2 separate regions of the Hordeum vulgare genome follow, and region 2 is linked to region 1. Evidence: chromatin contacts called from public Hi-C data. All regions are on one chromosome and are shown on one strand. The core of a region is the stretch at or near the end of the contact, and the rest is flanking DNA. Distances in the headings are between cores, read along the strand shown. Region 1 overlaps LOC123449179 (subtilisin-like protease SBT1.6). Region 2 holds the start of LOC123449180.

Region 1 (3,297 bases), core at 5-2,504:
TGATGTTAGATTCTCATATCTAAATATAAAACGCTTCCTCCATACGAGAGATGGCACGTTCAATCCAGTCGCTGCAGCAACTTCCCTTGCCCACACAACCTTGAAGGAGACCCACCACCTGCGTGATTATGCTCGTAAGAGAGCAACCCATGTGTACTGCCGTCCCCATTCCTGTCGCAACGCATCATGTGTCACTCACATCAAAATACACTCAACCACGATGGTAAGAACGACGATACCCCATCTACTTTTAACCCGACATCAGTCACCGACGCCGATCCGCGCAGACTCAACGATATCACGACCACGAAGCACCATACCCGCGAGGAGAGCATGAACACCATCCGCAAAGTGCTGTTGGGGCAAAAGGCTTCGCCACTACGAGCAGCAACTTATGTTTAAAGCACACAAGATAACGCATTGCCTTCGGGTAAAAGAAAAGAACGATTTGGACTAGTGATATCTTGTGTAGCCGCATATCTTTATGTAAGTGGAGACCTGCATCGCAGGATGGAAGTCCTCGTCAAGACGCACCCCGGTCGACCGGAGAAGATGGACGATTCTACCAGGTGTGTTCACGTTGTGGATGAAAGCCAGTCCAAGAATGATGGCATTTGCTTATTCGAGTACCCGCGGAACTCGAGAAGCATCAGCCCTCGCTTTCCTCGTTGCTGGCGCTGCCGGGCAAAGTGAGTGCCCGTGGAAAACGACCCAAAAGGCACCGGATACCGAGCATCCAACGAACTTTATCATCTTTCTGTACAATTATAAAAACTTGCAGCTGCTCAAGAGGTTTTGTGCCCATCCATCTGGAAATTCGGCGGTACACAGAGGCAAGATCTCATGGGCAGGCCCGTACAAAATGGCATGGCTCCATAAACAGACAAAAGTTTACATTAGATTTAGTTGAAGAGAATGCAGCAGCTACACAAAAGTTACACTGGAACTACTACAGTAATACTACTAGAGTTTCTCCGCTTTTGTCATGTTTGGACCTTTCTTTCCGTTGCTCCCGCGGCAACTGGCGTTGCCCGCGAAAGCAAACAAACTGCTGTCACTGTACTCTATATAGGACTACTGTCTCACTGCCTGCGCTTTAATCGATCTCAGCAGAGAAAAAGGCCCTACGTAATTAAACTACTGCGGCCTGCCACCTTCAATGCGCAGCGCCCCCGACCGCAACCGTTACCACCGCAGTCCAACTCTCTCTGACTTCTGCTCACTCGCCACTGCCTTATCGCCAACCGCTCTGGGCACTTGTCAATCACATGGGCTGCAGCCACGTCACCACGATGGGGCTCCGGACGTCGTGCCCGCGGCCGTCTGACCAGACGAGGTGCCCGTGCACCGGCGCCGCCGTAGAGGGAGCGGACGCCGCCGACACCGTCACCGCGAAGCTCTGCTTCTTCACGGACGGGGAGAATACGAGCTTCTCCGGCTTCACCGCCACGGACGCGCCGCCGCTCGCCATCTCCACGCGCGCCTTGTACGTCGCGGACGCCTCGGCGCCGACATTGGTCGCCGTGCGGATCACCGTCTTCGACTGGTTGTTGCCGTAGAGCACCACCGAGATTGACGGGTAGTTCAGGTCGGACCCTGAGGGCTTCCTGCTCGTCGCGGCGGGGCACGACACGGGCTTGTGCGTGATCACCTCGATCGCGTTGGCCGCGTACCCGATGCTGCACATGAACGCCACGTAGTCCTCGTCCCCGATGTCGTACACCAGCCCCGGGTCCAGGGCCTTGCCCAGCGCGATGTGCCCCGCGCCGTAGTCGAGCGGCGTCGCGGCGCGCCCGGGCTCGGCCTCGTCCGCCACGGCGCCGCCGCGGTTGTCGGTCACGATGGCCGTGGTCATCAGCGCCGAGCGGATCACCGCCGGCGACCATCCAGGGTGCGCGGACCGGAGCAGCGCCGCGGCGCCGCTCGCGTGCGGGCACGCCATGGACGTACCCGACAGGATGTTGAACTCCGTCCGCCGGGCGTCGGCTTCCAGGCCGGTTGGACCGGTGGCGCCCGTCCACGCCGCGAGGATGTTGACGCCGGGAGCGATGAAGTCCGGTTTCAGGATTTCCGGGACGAGTCCGTTCGGCCCGCGCGCCGAGAAGGAGGCCACCAGGGGAGCCGGCTTGACGCCGATGACCGTGCCCCGGAACACAATTGTTGCGGTCGGGTTGGTGGTGTTGGCAGCATACGCCTTGAGCGCGTCGCCCTCGTTCTCGCCCACCGAGCAAGCAGGGAGGACGTGGGCGTCTCCTACCAGACCTTCGCCGTTGGCCTCTCCGTTGGCAAGAACCATGGCCGCACCACCAGCATCCTTGACAACCATCCCCTTGGCCACGCGTGGGCTGCTCCCGCGGTCGCAGATGACAATCTTGCCGGCCACAAGCGACGGGTCGATGGAGTTCTCCATGCACAGCGAAGCTGACAGCCCACCTGACCTCCCGGGGTAGTACAAAGACAACATTGTGTTGTTGGCCAGGGGCTTGCCGGAGTAGAGGGACACTCCTGACATGCGCCTCCCGTCGCCGAGCACAATCTCCGCGGGGAAGTTGCGGTCGATGGTGCCGGCGCCCACGGTGGCGATCCACGGGGCGAGGTTGGTCACTGACATGGGAGCGGGCCCTTCGTTTCCTGCGGAGGTGGCCACGAACACTCCCCGCGAAACGGCGCCGTACGAGCCGATGGCAATTGGGTCAATATAGAACGGCGACACCGCGCCGTTGCCGCCGCCTATGGACACGGAGATGACATCCACGCCGTCCGCGACGGCGCGGTCGAAGCCGGCGAGGATGTCGGAGTCGAGGCAGCCGGCGCCCTTCCAGCACACCTTGTACGCGGCCACCCTGGCCTTGGGCGCGACGCCCTTGGCCACCCCGGAAGCGTACCCCTCCATGCTCGCCGCGTAGGACACGCTCCCGGCGGCCGTCGTGGCCGTGTGCGTCCCGTGCCCGTCGGCGTCGCGCGGCGACATGTACTCCACGGACCCGTTAGACGCCGCCGCCTCGACTCCGTAGTGCGCTGCGTGGCCCTGCGAGAAGAACCGCGCGCCGACGAGCTTCTTGTTGCACGAGGAAGCCAGGAACGCGGGCCCCGCGTCGCAGCCGCCGCGCCACCGGGCGGGGACGGGCGAGAGGTTCCTGTCCGACAGACTCCGGCGCTCGGGCCACACGCCGGTGTCCAGCACCCCGATGATGACGTCGGAGCCGTAGTCGGCGAGCGACCACAGCCCCAGGCGCGCGCGGAGGCCCATGAACTGCGGCGAGCGGGTGGTGTGCAGCTGGCGCACCCGGTCCTCGA
Region 2 (3,290 bases), core at 606-3,105, 220 kb before region 1:
TCTGGATTTTCAAATTATCTTCTTTAAATTCAAGAAATGTTTTTTCTTTTTATAAAAATATTCTAAATTTCAAATAGTTGCCTTTTGCAAAAACATTCACAACTTTAAAAAATGTTCGCTGTTTCAAATTTTTCCGGTATTTTAAGGAAATATTTGGTATTTTCAAAAAATATTCAGAATATCAAAATGTATTCATCTTTTAAACTAAGTTTTGTTTGTTGATAATTTTTCTGAATTTTCAAAAACTGTTATTGCTTTTAAAAAGTTCAAATTCAAAAAATGTTATTTTGCAATCTTTTTTCATAAATTCAAAAACAATTGTGAAATTTCAAAAAGTATTATTCAAATTCGGTACATGTTTTTTGCTTCAAATTCGAAAATAAAAAAAAGAAAAAATGAGCCAAGAAATAATAATAGAAAGGAAATAACAAAAAACAGAAAAAGAAAAAGCTATTTATCAGATTTTTGTGAGACAAATAAAAACAGGGCCGGCACAGTCTGGGTGACGCACTGTGCGTGTGAGGAACTTCCTACCGCAACGAGCGACAGGCGCTTGCGGTCGGGAGTACCTATTGGACGCTCTTTACGTTCAGCAGTGCGTGGACGTACAAAGAAATCGTGACTAGGCCGGCGCACTAACAGAAAACAAAGGATAAAATTGGATATATTTAGATAAAAGTCATGAATAGTTTTCTTGAAAAGATGAAAAATTTAGGTAGAAATTTGGAACATTTTTTCAAATTTCGGAACAATTTTTCGAAATTGCGGAACATGTTTTTAAATTCGTGAATATTTTTCCAATTTTCGGAACATTGTTTCAAATTTCTGAACATTTTTAAAATTTCTTATTTTTTTTCAAATTTCGGAACATTTTCTCAAATTTCGGAACATTTGTTTGGAAATCTGGAGCTTTTTTTCAAATTCAGGAAGATTATTTTACATTTTTTGGAACAATTTTTCGAATTACGAAACAATTTTCTGAAATTATTTTTTTACCGAAAATCAAGAACACGTTTTGAAAATCCAATTTTTTTTTGCAAAATCCAGAATATTTTTTTAAAATTCGGAACAATTTTTTACAAAGAAAGAACATTTTTTAAATTTGAGCAACATTTTTTGAAATCAGTTTTTTTTGAAACAGAATCAGAAAAAAACAAAAAGGAAAAAAACTGGTTCAGGAAACCTTCTTAAAGTTTCCAAAAACAAAAAAAAAATGATTGAAACCTGGTTCCAAAACCGGAACGGTCGAGCAGGTATATGGGCTGGCCCGTTGCGTTGCTGCTCAGTCGCTCGCCTGTGAAGCGCCTACTGCTTAACGCCACGAGTGGCAGATAGTATATTCCCGTGCGGTCGTCGACTAAGGCCCTGTTTGAAACCATCCAGATTATATAATCTAGTTTTTATAATCTATTTTGTCTCCAAACAGGACAGCTTATGGTGTAGATTATAAAACTAGATGGATAGATTATTAAAAACTCATAATCTACTCTATACCAGCTAAAATCAGATTATGGATTGCTAATGACCCATTACCCTTGTAAAGTTGGAGATAATTACATTCCTACCACCGCCATCCTCCTTTAAAAAAAAACAGAGGGCAGACAGATCATTATGCAATGTAAAACCTGGATTACAGTTTATATAATCTGGCCTCCAAACATGGTCACCTAGATTATTTTTATAAAACAGATTATATAATCTATCTTCATAATCCAGATTATCATAATCTATTATGGTTCCAAACAGGGACTAAGAATTCCCCGCCCACAAGGTACTCCATGGGCTGGGCCGTATTTGCCCTCGCGCACACACCGGCAGAGATCGTTCTTTCCTTAAAAAGAGAGAAAGAGAGAGAGAAAAGCAGAGTGATTGGCCGGGATTTGGGCGTGCGTCGTGAGGCGAAGGAACCCTACCGATCGAGGCGACGGGGTGACGGCGCACGAGCGGACGGACTCGGTGCTTCCGGCGACAAGTCCGACGACGACGAAGGACTTCCCCTCAGGTAATAACTCTCCTACTCCTTCCTCGCCCTCCTCTACATCCGGCCGTGCTGCCCTAGCCCCGACGGCGGCGGCTCCCTCCGTCTCCCCCTGCTCGTCTTCCGTCGACCTGCAGCCTCCGCCCAGGCTGCTCCCTCTCTTCCCTTGCATTCGCCCACTCAGAGCGTACCAGAGACCACGGTAGACACCCAATCCCCTAGTGTTTGAGTCTCTTCTAATCCCTCTCCCCTCTTTCTTTGGGTGACATGAGAATAACACAGCAATTTTACGAGTAGATTGCAGCTGAACTAAAAACTGCTTGTGCATTAAATATGATTTATTTACGCAGCTTTCAGCTATACAGAGCACTCTAGCAAGCACTAGAAAGACTACCCAGCCTTATTGATTACTCAAATAAGAACTACCTATTTGCAACTTTATTTAGAGTAAAAGGTAGTGTTGGTTTCAAGTATTCAATCTCAAATAGTGCAGATTAAATTCCACACCTACTCAGGCGGTCATACAAGCAAACGACCCATGCTTGACAGTTGTAAACAATTAAATATATAATGTGTAGAAGCGCATGTGCCATAAAAGGCTTACATGTCAAACACATTGTTGCCAGTCATAGAACATCATTTAAAGACATAGATTCTACAGTTCGCAGCCATGAGGCCACATGACTACTGATCTAACCGACATTGTTGAATTGTCTCCTCCCTTATGAAAGAAAAGAATATGTCGTTAACAAGAATTATACAAAGCTGATTCCACACTGGAGAAAACATGACCACCATGAGATCATGTAAGTTGTGATGAGTATGATGCTATTATTACCACACAATGAACCATTTGAGTGTACTTAATGACCACAAATGAACAAAATTGACTAACAACAATACCAAGTCAGTTGTGAAATTAGTGGATATGCAGGCAACTGGTATGATTCTGATGTGAGTACCAGAAGAAAAGGATAAAAGACGCTCTTATATTATGGGAAGGAGGGAGTAGTTTCTAGCAAAGCCAGTACGTGACATATTAGTTATTTAGTTTTATCCTTTAGTAAACTGTTCGACTTTGTTGATTAACTAAAGAGAATACATCACATTGAAGACACTGAAACACACACGAACTGTCTTTCATGACAAATCTAATGGCATTACTATCTTGATCTATTCTGAAATACACAGTAGGATAGGATTCCCATTTTTATTTATCCATATAACTATGTTGTTAGATTTGTGTGCTATGCATAGTGTTCTATCTGTCAAGTCCACAGTAGCAGTAAATTAGAAATGGAAGAGTTGGAAT

What was found. A called contact is a pair of places that touch in the nucleus more often than the background predicts.
Region 2: a contact with region 1 is called in a Hi-C map of leaf, with 4 times the contacts expected there. The contact joins the promoter of LOC123449180 here to the enhancer-like site in region 1. A contact is called at or near these places in 1 of 6 Hi-C or Micro-C datasets (leaf) and 1 of 1 datasets of contacts at active chromatin or transcription factors (embryo).

What each region holds. Positions count from the first base shown.
Region 1 is chr4H:508,272,203-508,275,499 of MorexV3_pseudomolecules_assembly, reverse strand. It overlaps LOC123449179 (subtilisin-like protease SBT1.6), which reads right to left. Exons shown (of 1, transcript XM_045126290.1): 1 at 857-3,297. The coding sequence ends at 1,265. Among protein-coding and RNA genes, the nearest start is that of LOC123449179, 2.4 kb to the right of the region's middle. Within about 2 kb of position 1,254, at least 3 of the 3 cell types and tissues checked have open chromatin away from gene starts, as enhancers often do. A contact at or near this core is called in leaf, where this site is marked.
Region 2 is chr4H:508,496,367-508,499,656 of MorexV3_pseudomolecules_assembly, reverse strand. It overlaps LOC123449180, which reads left to right and starts at 1,855. Exons shown (of 6, transcript XM_045126292.1): 1 at 1,855-2,002.